2 separate regions of the Rattus norvegicus genome follow, and region 1 is linked to region 2. A link is a contact called in public Hi-C data. All regions are on one chromosome and are shown on one strand. Each heading gives the region's core, a stretch centred on a gene start, on an enhancer-like site or on the middle of the called end of the contact. The rest is flanking DNA. Distances are from core to core; before and after follow the strand shown.

The links. A called contact is a pair of places that touch in the nucleus more often than the background predicts.
Region 1: a contact with region 2 is called in a Hi-C map of prefrontal cortex, with 2.6 times the contacts expected there. The contact joins two enhancer-like sites. A contact is called at or near these places in 2 of 12 Hi-C or Micro-C datasets (frontal cortex and prefrontal cortex).

Annotation. Positions count from the first base shown.
Region 1 is chr7:76,660,880-76,668,150 of GRCr8, reverse strand. No RefSeq gene overlaps it. Among named protein-coding and RNA genes, the nearest start is that of Tmem74, 160 kb to the left of the region's middle. Within about 2 kb of position 5,595, at least 18 of the 93 cell types and tissues checked have an H3K27ac peak or open chromatin away from gene starts, as enhancers often do. A contact at or near this core is called in prefrontal cortex, where this site is marked.
Region 2 is chr7:76,564,317-76,570,786 of GRCr8, reverse strand. No RefSeq gene overlaps it. Among named protein-coding and RNA genes, the nearest start is that of Emc2, 96 kb to the right of the region's middle. Within about 2 kb of position 2,151, at least 10 of the 93 cell types and tissues checked have an H3K27ac peak or open chromatin away from gene starts, as enhancers often do. A contact at or near this core is called in prefrontal cortex, where this site is marked.

The DNA.
Region 1 (7,271 bases), core at 4,346-6,845, 94 kb before region 2:
GATACATCTTTGAAGATTATAAAACTATGGGTCCTTCTTCTTCATCCCATTTTCTTTCTACCTTGTAAGGTGAGATTTTTTTCTCTGATACTTGTTTCCTGCAGGAGTATGCTACCTCCACCTCCCCAAAGCAACCAGGCTACCTAGCCATGGACTAGAACCTGAAATCAAGATTTAATACCCTCCCCATTTCTTACACTCTCTCATCAGTCTTACTAGGTGGACATAGCTGGACTAGAACTAATGGAGATAAGGTTAAGCTTAGTTGTGTGAACATTTTCTCTGTACGAATTGATTTTCTTCCAAGGTGTGGTGGTGCATGCCTCTAATACCAATATATTAGGACAAAACCAGGATGGTTAATAATTGAAAGCTAACTTCAGCAACAGAGCAAGTCCAGGATGATTGGGTTCTACATGAATTTGCCTCAAAATTAAAACAAAGCAAAAAACAAAAAAACAAAAACAATCCCACAAAAAAATAGAACTAGTTAAAATAATGGAATCTGGAAAACATAGTTATATTAAGATTGAGGCAATGGAAATTATCTGATCTACTTGCTAGCTCAGGCAGGAGGTGGCAGAGTTCTAGAATAGAGTTTACCGAACCACTTTCCTTGGAAATTGCCAACATTCAAGTGCAAATGGAAGCCAAGAGACTAAAAGAGTCTTCACAAAGCATGTGGGGAGAGAAGAGCCAAGCCAAGAATGAGCAGGTAGGAGGTAGGCAGATGATGAAATCTGCAAAGCTGAGGTAAGGCTGAGAATCCAGAGAGAATCATTTCGTGATTGTAAAAGTAACTTTTATTCACCTGATGTAATTGTCTCAGAGGCTCATTCATCAGTGAGCCTACCCTTTCTAGCTCTTTTTGAACTCTGGCTGGCTGGTTCAAGTCATGTGTTCTAGCTCGAACTCCTCTCCAAGCTGACTGATTCAATCTGGCTTCTCACTGTCTTTGGATTACTCTGCTTGGCATCATATACGCCAGCGATCTGTTCTGATCTTCTGGTTCCTTCTTATTCATTTCATTCTGTCTTCACCTGTGTCTAGCTTGTTCTCTCCTTAACATGAATCTGTAAAACTCTCCAGGTAAAACTACCTTCTAACTCCATGAACTGAACTGCTACAAACTCCACTCCACTGCACTGCCTGTCAAAGCACTAACTCATCCCAACTGACTGAACTCCCAACTGACAGACTGGCTCCATTGCACTGAAATCAACCAACTGACTAGCATGCAAAGGTCTGCATGCCTGTCTCCTGAGTGCCGGATTAAAGGCTAGTACCACCACCCCTTACCACTTAAACTTTTCTTTATCTGAAACTTGCTCTATACCAGGCTGGCCTTAAACTCAGAAATCTGCTTCCTTATGTTTCCTGGGATTAAAGACATGTCTGTATTCCAGCTGACAGACCTAGAAAGACTTTGGTTATTATATCTTGTCAGAGCAACCATGTTGCTGGATTAAAATTTCTCTATACATAAGAATCTAGGGAAGAAAGTTTTCTTGGAAAAGAAACGGAATAAAAGCTACCAGTTGCCTTGAGCACAGTGAAAACCAAAAAGTTCAGTGCCTAATACAAGTGTGGATGAACTCCAGACACCTAACTGTGTATCATCACTAGCTCTAGGTCTTGTGCTTATCTTTAGTTTTAAAGGAAAAGTGTTCTTCCCCATGCTAAACATTAAATTACTTGTTGATTTATCTTTTTTCTATACTTTCTCTATATTCTCTCCTTCATGCTGGTTATTTTTTACCAAGTATTCTAATGTTTATAAATCATTCCTATCTTGTAAAAGCTAAAGTGAGTTTCACCTGCTACTATAATCTAGATATTATCTGATCCCTACTTTTTTCTTTTATTATTGCCTTTTTAAGTCAGAGGTACTGATGGTGCAGACATGATGCATTTATTACTTTTATTTCCCCTCTAATCATCATAGCTTCCAGGAAACTAAACTGAAATGCCCATTCACTCAAGTCATTAATAATTAACTATTTATAAACCAGAAAAACTTCTGATCTTTATATTTGCTATTAAGAATGGGTCATAATTTCAGATATACCATTGACACTCAAATTATTCAATTTACCAGACACTAGAAAAGTACTAAATAAATGAACCACAATTCAGGCTGCTATCTGACTGGTCAAGAACTTCCCTACAAGATCCAACTGGTTTGTTTGTTTCTTTCTTTTTTTCACATTTGGGATTGTTTTTATTTCTTTCTCATAATCTTTATTCTGGGATTCATTTGGTAGACCATCTTTCTTTACCTTCACATCTCAACTTTTGCTACTGTACAACCAGTTCCTTTGGAATGTTATAGATCTGACTTAGAAAGTCCCTTCTCTGTCATTTCTAATAAGTCCAGAAGATCTGGCTTTACCCTCAGGTCTAAAGACAATATTATATTAAAAGAGCAAATATGGCAAGTTCGTGTGTGTGTGTGTGTGTGTGTGTGTGTGTGTGTGTGTGTGTGTGCGTGTGTTTATGCTTCTTTTAGGACACCCCCTTTTGTTATGAGTCTGCTGCCTCTGATGAATTCCCACACACCGAACTTCAAAGATGAGGCTGCTGAAAATAGTAACTAACTTCTATGATTTCATAGGATCTACGTCTTTCCTTGTACCCCGATAATCTTCTGGTGCTTTCTGGTGTCCCTCTCAGACATTACAATTAGAATTTACCCAGCCTGTTGCCACCAGAAATGACTCACCAGCTGGCTATCCTGCTCTTGTTGCAATGGCTATAAATCTTCTCATTTTATTTCTTCTTGTTCTCATTCTATACCTGGTCCTAGTGACTACCAGACTGTTGTTCCCTGGAATTTTAATTTATGGTGATTAAAGTCCACATCTCAAAATAATAGATCTTGGAATTCTCCAAGGACACTTTGTGTTATAGTTTGGGTTTTACTTACCGTGTAATTTGAACCATTCCTGGATGCTTCAGAGCATTTGCCAGCCAAAATTTCACTATTCTGAAACTCAAACATAGCTGTAATACATTTGGCCAATACCTGAGCAAACTACCCCCAAGCCTCAGAAGAGAAACACATACTTAATCAATTGAATTCATGTCTTTCTTCCCAACTTAAGTGGAAGAGACATAGACACTGATTCTGATTATCTTTTGGATGTCTCCATGTTTTAGCACCATGTTTCAAGCTTGATAGTTAGTAAATCTTTATAAAAAAATGAAGCTGGCTAGACCTTACAGATTGCGTTTTTAACTCTGCCAGACACTCTCCTTCTAAACTGTAATGATTCAACATTTCGCTTACATGTAAATCAGTATACTGATTGGAATTGTCTATAAAACAGTGTAACATTTAACAGTCTCAAGTGAATACTGTAAAATGAATTTTATGACTATTACATAGTCATAAAACCCCAAAGAAAAAAAGGATTTCATTTTTTATGAATTCTGAGCCTAATTCCATTTTTATAATGATTTCTTTAGAAAAATCTAGAGTTTAAAGGGACTTGATTTTCATTTAAATTAAAACTGTTAAAATTTTAAAATAGTAGACACCAATATGATATTATATAAGATTTGCTTTTCCTAAGAAGAAATCAGATTTTCCTTGTATGTGTCTCTAGTTTTCATTTTATATTTTTTTGGTGGTAGCATGTTCTGTTTGTTATCTACACTTTGAAATAGCACACACATATATGTAACCACAGAAATTCTAGCTGAATCCTTCACTTTGCTCTGGATATGGTGAATATAATGACAAAGGGCTATACATTTGTCTCTTCAGAACAATGTAATAATTCCAAGACTGGTTGCAACTCAACTCAAGAAAATCAGTAATTAGCAAACACAGGCAGTACAGCCTGTTTAGGAAATGGTAATCTCCACTAGTGTAAAAAGCCAGGCCTGATGACACATGCCTTTAATCTCAACATGCAGGAGGCAAAGGAAGGTGGACCTTTCCTAGGCCACACTGTTCTACATAGCAAGTTCTAGGACAATCTGGGGTACAGAGAAAAACACTGCCTCAAACAAATGAAAGAGCTGCTACTAAGAGTTTTGGGCCAAAAAGCCTAGTCTGAGAGTAACAACATCCTAGGCTCAGCCCTATACATCTTTAGGATACTGATGTGAGCCTTAACTTTAAATAGAGGTGGGATATGGTGAAAAAGAGTAGGGAGAAGTGAAAACACACATGCATGATAAATCAGTGTGAGGCAAAGTATGGTCTATTAGTTTATCATCTCAGCTTCAGTTCCATGGGTAGTAAAAATAAATGACCCCACTTTCATTGCTTGAAGGTCATCGCCTTGTTTCTATAAGATAATAATTCCACAAGAAGACCAATAGAGTCAACTCACCTGAACCCTTGGGGACTCCTCAAGTATGAACCACCAGCCAAAGAGAGAACATGAGCTGGACCTAGGCACCCCGCACAAATTTAGCAGATGTGCAGCTTGGTCTTCATGAGGATTCCCCAACAAGTGGAGTGGGGACTGTTCCTGAATCTGCTGCCTACCTTGAATCTTGTTCCTCTAACTGGGCTGCCTTGACTGGCCTCAGGGAAAGAGGATGCGCCTTGTCCTGCAGTGACTGATGTATTAGTGGCAGGGGTGGGAGTGTGGGGGTGCGGGTGGGTTGAGAGGGAGTAATATGGGATGGGGTGATGAGGTTCCCCTTCTCTGAGGAGAAGGGGAGAGGGGAATGCGAAGAGGACCTGGGAGAGAGGTGAACTTGGAAGAAAGGGGCAGCTGATATTAGAGATATAAAATGAATAAAAAAAATTTAAAAACATTAAAAAAAGAATATTTCCAACTCATATGGATTGTTCTGTGAGGATTTTGTGTTCCTGGAATATAGGATAACTGCAGATGTAGGACAAAAGCTCTTCTGTCTTGAAAGAGAATGATATAGGATAAGTGTGACAGTTTGTACTTGCTTGGTCCAGGGAGTGGCCTTGTTGGAGTAGGTGTGTGACTACGGGTGTGGGCTTTCAGACCTTCATCCTTACTGCCTGGAACCCAGTATTCTGCTAGCAGCCTTCAGATGAAGATGTAGAATTCTCACCTCCTTCTGCACCTTGCCTGCCTGGATACTTTATGTTGCAGGATAATGGACTGAATCTCTGAACCTGTAAGCCAGCCCCAATTAAATGTTGTCCTTATAAGAGTTGCCTTGGTTCTGGTAAGAGTTGCCTTGGTTCTGGTGTCTTTTTCAGCAGTAAAACCATAACTAAGACAATAAGCATCATCAGTTTATAGATAGAGACCCACGAAAGATACCTGGTTTCCTTCTGCTTCCTTCCAGCTGCTATGAGGGCCCAAATGACTGGATGCTTCTCAGCAAAGGCAGCTTCTGAGCACCTGTGCAGAATGGCTTTGTGAAAAATACTATTGTCATGTCATGTGAGGAGACTGTTAGGCGACTAGTTACTTTCTTCCCTTCAATTCTAAACCAATGCTGAAGCACTACTGAGTAGTGCAAATGGAGATCAAAGGAGGGCAGCTGGAGAACTGCAGAAACAGACTTCCAATGAAGCAAATGCACTCACCCACTCAGTCTGTGGGGGAAAGGCAGTCCAATGCCTCCTCCAGCAAGTTTCCACATGGTCTACAGAGCAGATTCTCTGCAGACAGGCAGACAACTGGGTGTGGGAGGAATTATACTTGCCAGGTTTCCCTGGAACACTTGCCAATCTTTCTGTGACTCCACTTCTATCTCCAGGGAAAAGAGAGCAAAGAGACAGAAAGGAGAAAATTCCATTGAAGAGAAACAAAGAATAGGATCCAGGCACATTTGCCTACTCCTATCAGTGCTCCCAGTTGACACAGAATCAGCGTACCCCTAATCGGGTCTGTTTGCTCTGCAGTGTAGTGTCTGGGTACTGGTGAGGCATACGATTACATTTTCATGTGTTCAGTTTTATTCTTTTGTCTCTGTAATGCCACTTGATATAAAAGGAGGAGGAATTCCCCTGAGTATCACACCCCCTAGTACCAACAGAATCAACTAACCTGAACCCTTGGGGGCTCCCAGAAACTGAATCATCAACCGAAGAGTGAGGCCCTAGACCTAGGCCCTTGCCCATATGTAGCAGATGTGAAGTTTGGTCTTCATGTGGGTCCCCCAATAACTAGAGTGGGGACTCCAGAATTTGTTGCCTGTCTGTAGATCCCATTCCTCTCTGCTACCTTGTCTGGCCTCAGTGGGATAGGATGTGCCTAATCCTGATGTGACTGAAAAAGTCATTTTTAAAAAGTTATATTCTTGTGGGAAGAGGCAGACATTGAAAAAATGAAATGTTTATACAGAACTTTAGGTAGTGGGAAGCACTAGTGAGAAAGCTAAAATAGAATAAAAAGATGTAGAAAGACGTCAAGCAATTTTGAATAAAGAGATAAGGCAGAGTCAAAGAGAATAAATTGTTTGAGCCTGAAATTACCTATAGGTAATCTGATGGTGAGATGGGAAATTTTTAGATTCCTTTGAGAGTGGCATGGCCTTTCTTGGTTTTTGGGTTAGCTTAAACTCAGGAGTCAGGATTCCAGATATGTCATATAAAGCCTCTAGAGCCAGTGGCTTCCAGAATATTTCATGAATTCCAAGAATAAAATTCATGAACTTATGGCAGAATAACCTGGAGTAAATCATGGAAAAGATGATCAAATCATCCAGTTGGTCTATCCTAACGTTCAAAGTATATGCATGGCTCACATCCTCATATAGCTTCTGGACAAGGGTAGGGGGTAGCAAGGTACCAGGAACCAGAATTCTCTTGAGCCATTCCTGGCCTCCAGTACAGATATTTTCAGAACAGCTGCTCTGAGTCCACAGGTTCATGAACAGTTTTCATCTCATGTTGTCATCAATAGGTCAGAAAATCCTGGTCAGGAAAGTCGAGATACCTGTGTGTGTAGATGGATCCATTTGTCTGGGAGGTTACCTTTAAACCAAGTTTACGAAGTGCATTAAGCATATCCCTCCTCATATCCCATGGTCCCCCATCTCACCTTTCTCATTGATCTCCTTTTCTCCCAGTTTTACTTCTACTTTCGTGTAACTTGTGCACACATGACATCATGCATTTATAATATCTAGAGCCTTCAAATGAGAGAGAACTTGTGATATGCAACTTTCTGAGATGGACTTAATTCACTTTATACGATGTTTTCCAGTTGAATGTTTGAGGCCTATTGGATATACAGTAGAGATATGTAGTAGGTAATAACCAAGTATGAATGGAAGAGTGAGGAAAGGTTCATCCATAGATAGCAAACAGCTTGTAGACA
Region 2 (6,470 bases), core at 902-3,401:
AAATATGTAAAGGGTGATTTTTAAAAGCTCAGAATAAATGCAGAATAATAGAAGCTTATGATAGAGAAGTTATGTAGATAAATATGGTATAAAGTGAGAATTCCAACCTACTCAATTTCACATGTATAAAACTAAAAAATAGAAAAGAAATAAGAAAGGAGGAAGAAAGGAAGGAAGGAAAAAAACCAAAAGACAGAAGAAAAGTTACAAAAAAATGGACAAGACAGTATAATTTCAACAATAGTGAGGAGGGAGAGGGGAAGAAAGGAAAAGTCAAGGAAATAAGAAGAAATAGAGAGGGGATGAGAAAGAGGGTGGAGATAGATTAAGTTAACTCTGGCTCTCAACCAGACTATGGGTTCTGTGATGTAATGCTAACATGTCTAATGGAACTATCTTCAGCATCATAAACAAACGCTGGAAGGACATTTAAACCCACTTAACTTTAAGGTGAGAAAGATGTGACTTCTCCTGAACATGCATTCTCTCATCTTCCCTCTCTATTTCTCTTCCGGTGGAGCCATCTTGCCAACCCTGAACATATGGAGGTCTTTACATTTGAGGAAAAATTCTGAGGTTCTTTCAATTGGCTTTATAAATAGGTAAATGAAACATGTAATATTATATTGTAGGCAATGATTCAAGTTTTATGAATCATGGGGATTTTCTAATTTGGTCATCAGTAGCCTTGTTTAATGGAATTTGTAATACTGTGAGGTTTCTCCAAGGAGAATGTTGTCTCATCCCACAGACACTTTCCCTAATCCTCTATACTTCCCCAAAGAAAATCCATCTCTGCGAGTTAACTTATTTCCCTGCTGTCAGCTTAGGCTCATCGTAGGAAAAATAGCTGTGTGAGGATGATTAAACCTCCGGAAAACACATGTAGATGCAATGGCCAAAAAAGGACAAGTGGGTGAAAATAGTTTGGTTAAAAACACAGAGAAAGGAGATGGGAAAACACACATACTCAGAAGGAAAAACCAAGGTCATCACCATGCAGTGCGTGCTCTGGATTTATGTGCCAACTGCCCTTTGGATTTAAATAGAGCTGATAAGGGACTGATAAACAAAGCCTCTGCATTTTAATAGAGCCTCCCAACCTAGCTATCTATTAAGTTCTGCATTGTTTTAATGAATCCTCACCATTAGCAACATTAAGAATGAAAATTGTCACTATAATTTCATCAGAACAGAGGACCAAACAGCATTCAGAGAAGAAACAGAAGCCAGAAGCCACTCAAGCACCTTCGCTGTTCACCATTCTTTTATCTCCTTGCCACCCTCTCCCCAACCAAAAAAAATTCAATAGAGCAGCATAAGCAAGGCAGAAGCATTCCCTCAGCAGGCATATAGGTTCCGCTACACCACCCACCAGGGGCTCCCCAACCCTTGGGTGACTGTAAACAGAGCAAAAGCTCCTCAGCTCTTACTCTTTGCTCACTAGTAAGAGATGACTAAAGTAATGACCAGATACATTAAAACTTGTGTACATCTGACCCACTTCATGATATTTCCTTCTCAAAGACAATCCCCTTTTTCACTGTGAACTGGAATTCCATAAGCTTTGTGGCTTCTCAGTCCAAGCTACCATAGTCTGGCTTGTTCATCCACACAGATCTTGCCTTACTCTATAACCAGCTAGAAGAGTTCTCTACTGACTTTACCCACCAGGAAATCTCCCCCCAAATTGCCTAAGTTATTTTATTCTTTTCATGGACTGAAATGGTTCCATTTTTTTTGATATTAGGAATCTTCTTAAAAACACAGATTTTTCTAGAAGCAACAAGAAGTAATAAGAAAGTTATTAGCTATTCTAACTTAAGTATGAATTAACTCAGCCAATAGGGAATCCACTTGTAAAGTCCACTGGAAAGTGGAGACCGCAAAGCCAACATGAAAACGTGATACTTGAACATATTGTACAGGCTTGTATCATCATAAGTGTCTTTTTTTTTTACCTGAGGAGAGCAACTTGAAGTCGCAGCTATCTAGAATTGGAGTGAAATGGATGCCAGCAGATGAAACAGTTTGATGATGAGTTAAGCAGATGGGGAGGTATGAATAGCGAAGTATGCTTCACTTCATGCCCACTCCGTGAGTCACTTTCCTCATTACTGTGGTAAAATAGCCCGCAGGTTTCAAATAAGCAAGGATATACCCTGGCTCACAGATGCAGCAGATATGAACATATATGTGGGACAGGCACAGCAGCAGGAGTGTAGGCTGCTTGTAAAGCACACTGGTCACATTTCTGTGGGAGATGACAGATGTGAGCAGTCAGGAAGGAACTGAAGATGGATATCATGTCCTCTAGTTATTGCCCACATTTCAGAGAGTTCATAATCTCTAAAATCAGAATAATTGCATCATCAGATGAGGACCAGGTATTCAAACAGATTAGCCTGTGTGGGACATTCCTCATACAAACCACTACATACATTCTGTCTATCCATGGGACTCACTCTGGAGACTTATGGTGAGACTGCAGTCCTGTTTCTCAAGTCTTAGCTACTTGTAGAGCTACTTTCTACAAAGCAGGACACAAATGCTCATTTCTTACTGCCAAGCTAATGGGGTTCCCTCAACACTCACATTCACCAAACCACTGTTCTGGAGGCTGCTACTCTTCCCCTCTAATGTCAAAACAGAATCAAACCACAGCATATCTTAAGTGGATTAGGTCCAGGAAATAACTGCATGCTTACACTGAGAGTCTCTTATTTCTGCATTAAGTGGAATGATTTCTGTTGCATGCAAATTAAAGGAAACATATTGTGGGTCTTTTATATAGTTATTGATTCAGATGTATTTTTGTTATTAGCTGTGTGAGTGAGAAAGAAGAGAAAAGTATCAAGAGAGAAAAAAGACAAAAGAAAAACAGAGAGAAACAGAGAGAAGCAGAGACAGGAAAGAGAGATATTACAACCCTTTAACATTCTCTTGGGCAATGTTCCTGATCTAGGAAAGAAAATGAACCTTTCTTCACTTGTAAATCCTTCCTGAGTCCACATACTTGGCTAACAGATTAGGTTCCTTGCCTCGCCTCCTTTTGTTGCTACAGGTAATGTAGGACATCACGTATTCAATATTGGAGGAAAGGCCATCCAGGGATTTTATTCAGTATTCCAATGTAAGTTTCTAATGAGTATGGTTACACAGAAGTGACATAATCAGTTCATGGGGGTTTTACCTTACCTACATTGCTGCCCCTGACTCTCTCCCAACAGTGTACAAAGATACCTGTAAAATGCATCAGACTCTAAAGAGTCTGAGTATTTTTATCCCTAATGAGCTTATTGGCATGAAGAAAAATACAAGATTTCATCTTAGAATGTTTTGTTGTACTGGTGTTGTTTGTTTGTTTGTTTGTTTGTTTGTTTGTTTGTTTTTAGGCAATGCTTAACCCCTGAACAGATATCAGAGTACTTTGAGTGTAGGATGATATTGGTAAAGACAATATTTTAGAAGCTGTGTACAGGTGTATAGTGTTGGGATGTGAAAGAATGGGGGTTGAAAGATTACAAATTTCAGCCCAGGCCGGATAGCAAGGTCAGGTTCAGCCTGGGTTACATGAGCACTCTGCTTCAAATTAAATACATTATTTAAATCACCTAAAATATTATTACATTTATGTAAGTGTGGGGGGGTGTCTGTTTGTCTGAAGACAATTGTAGGAGTCAGTTCTCTCTATCCATTTGAGATTGAACTTGGATTCTCAGGATTGGCAGTGTATGCTTTTACAAAACAACTGGGCCATCTCATTGGCCCCCATTTAATTTCTTCTTTAAAATAGCACAAGGGTTTTTATTCCTTAAAAGTAAATACATGAGGTTATTTTAGAGATATAGGAAAGTATATTTACTTTTGAATAAAATCCAACAAAATTCATGTAGACTTTTGTGATAGCCAGAGACAGGAAAAGGCCTCCACAATTTCCCTCTCATGCACAAAGGAAATGGATAAAGACTTTGTCTATTATCTTCAGAAACCAAAGAGCACTGAGATTTTACTGTACAAGGAATAGTCCAGAATAGGTATTCATGTGTTTGCAACATGAGTTTGGAAATGCCTTCTTGGAGACTTAGTCCATATGCTCTTTGAAATAGAGTACTTATATCTTCTGGAATAAAAAAGTTCTATTGGGCATTGCTGTGTCTTCTGCCTACAGTTATAGTCATTTGCTGGAGAGGCACTTGTTTGAAGGATATGACAATTATCAGGAAGCAGATAATTTGTGGTAGGAGCACTGAAGCAACCACTCGGAATAAAACTGTTCTTGATCAAAGAATATGTTGCAGGCTATATTCCTGATAGAAATGTTTAGTGGGTATGTTGAGGAGTTCAGTACGTATAGAATTGTATACTATACAGAGCTCTAAAACCATAAGTGGGATTCTTCCAAGAAAATTTGGCTTCCTACATAAGAATAAAACCTCAGGACACTGTGTCTTCAGTGCAACAAATCTCCTTTTGGGTAATGTTTCTTGCCTCACTGCTGTGGTTTTCTTGGCCTCATCCATGCCTCTTTTGTGCTTGCCCACTGTTGAGGAAGCAGTGCTCATCATCTGATTATGACGTCTACTGAATCGTAGAACCTTATAAGAAGGAAATGCTTCCAAGTCATACCAAAACCCAGTGAGCTAAAAAATAATTGTGATTCCCATAAAAGAACTCAGAAGGAGTGGGTGTAGACTGAGTTAATTATAGAAAACATAGACCAGAGTACTACTCGTGCCGCTCTAGTTGACATCAGCAAACTCAGTAATCATAGATTAAGTCTGCCCTGCTACAGAGTTAAAGAAGAAAAGCAGTTTTTGTTCCTTGTCTCAGTAGAATAATGACAGCAGAGCAACAGCTGCAGTCACACTAGTTCTAGAACCTTAAACTATGTTATGGAAGCTTAACTAAACAGGGTGGAATAAAAATATGACAAGTTTGCCCTCAAAGGGTATGTGCAAAACACCATGGATTCTATAAAGAGGAAAATCAACATTGAAAAGAATTTCAAGGAAGGAGTGGAACTGAGCTGATACTTTAAGGAAAAACCTGAGTTATCTTGAAGGGAAAAAAATAGACAAGGGCTGGCAAACCTGAATTGAATCCAATTATTTAGAAGGTGAGCTCCTTAGCCACAGTACTGTGGAACTATGGAACAGGGAACTGTTGGCTGTAGCGAGAGAGGTTGTGTTTCATTAAAAACCCAGTTATGCTGTGTGAATGTTTTTGTTTCAGTTCCAGGTATGGAATATAAAGCTGCTTCAAACTGTCCTCAGAATCTGACTGAGATTTGTCTCATGCTCTGGCAGGTGCGTGATTCTGCTAGCTGAAGGTAGTTTACATTTGGAATTCTGGGGGCCCTGGAGACAGTATATAAATCCTAAAGCTCTGAGAAGGGGTGGCAGCTGCTGCTCCCCCAGTTGCTGCTGCTGGCTCCTATTGTGGTATTCTGTCGATTGGTCATGAGCAAACACATGAGAGGAAGAAACTGAAGATATCTCAATGATGAATACCCCAAGGAACTCCGTGCCCTTAATCATCAAGAAGTAGTCTAAAGAGATCTATGTTTTCTTCCCCTTAATCTTCTTTCTCACCTACCTAGTGTTTGGGGGTTGGAAGGGTGGGAAAGGGTGATGAATATAATAACCTAATAAAGTAGCCAAGAGATAAGTTTTCACAATTAAAAGATTTTATTCTTTTGAATTTGTTACAGATGAATATTGCATTTACATTATTTCAGCTCTTTTTCTCCTTTCAACATCTCCCATGTCTTTCCCATTCCATTTCAAATTCATGACCTTGTCTTCCTTAAATAACAGCACACGAACTCTATTTATCTATATCCATCTATATATCACAAATATATAAATTACACACATATAGTTTCATATATATGTATATGAATATATATTTCATTTAGTGTGGCTCTTATGTATATGTGTTTAGGGATGACTACATAGAATTGAATAAGCTATCAGGGGATGAATCACTCCAGAAAATGGATTCTCCTCCTCTCAGCAACCATTGATGACCTACCTAGAGCTCTTCATCTAGGGATGAGGCCATTGTACTGTGATAAATACTTAGTAATTGTTCCATATTTTTATTAGTTATTTAATAATTTCACTCATGAACCATGAATACACACACTTCCCAGGCCTTCAAAGTCTGGCCCCCTACCCATGTGACCTTCATCTCCCAGGAAGAGGAGGAGGAGACAAACAAAAAGGAAAAAGAACAAAAAGAAGTAGAAAAAGAAAACAAAAAAAAGAGAAGAAAAAGAAAATAATAAGGAATAAGTCTGATTTGTGTCACTCACACACTCATGGGAGCATGGTCAAATCCCAATTACCAGCACCTTAAAGAAAACTGAGACCTTCCTGCACCCCTGCCTGAAGCCATTGACAGTTCATTCTTACTACAATTATTAGAGTTCTCTTTGATGACTTCCATTGATAAACTGTTTTGGG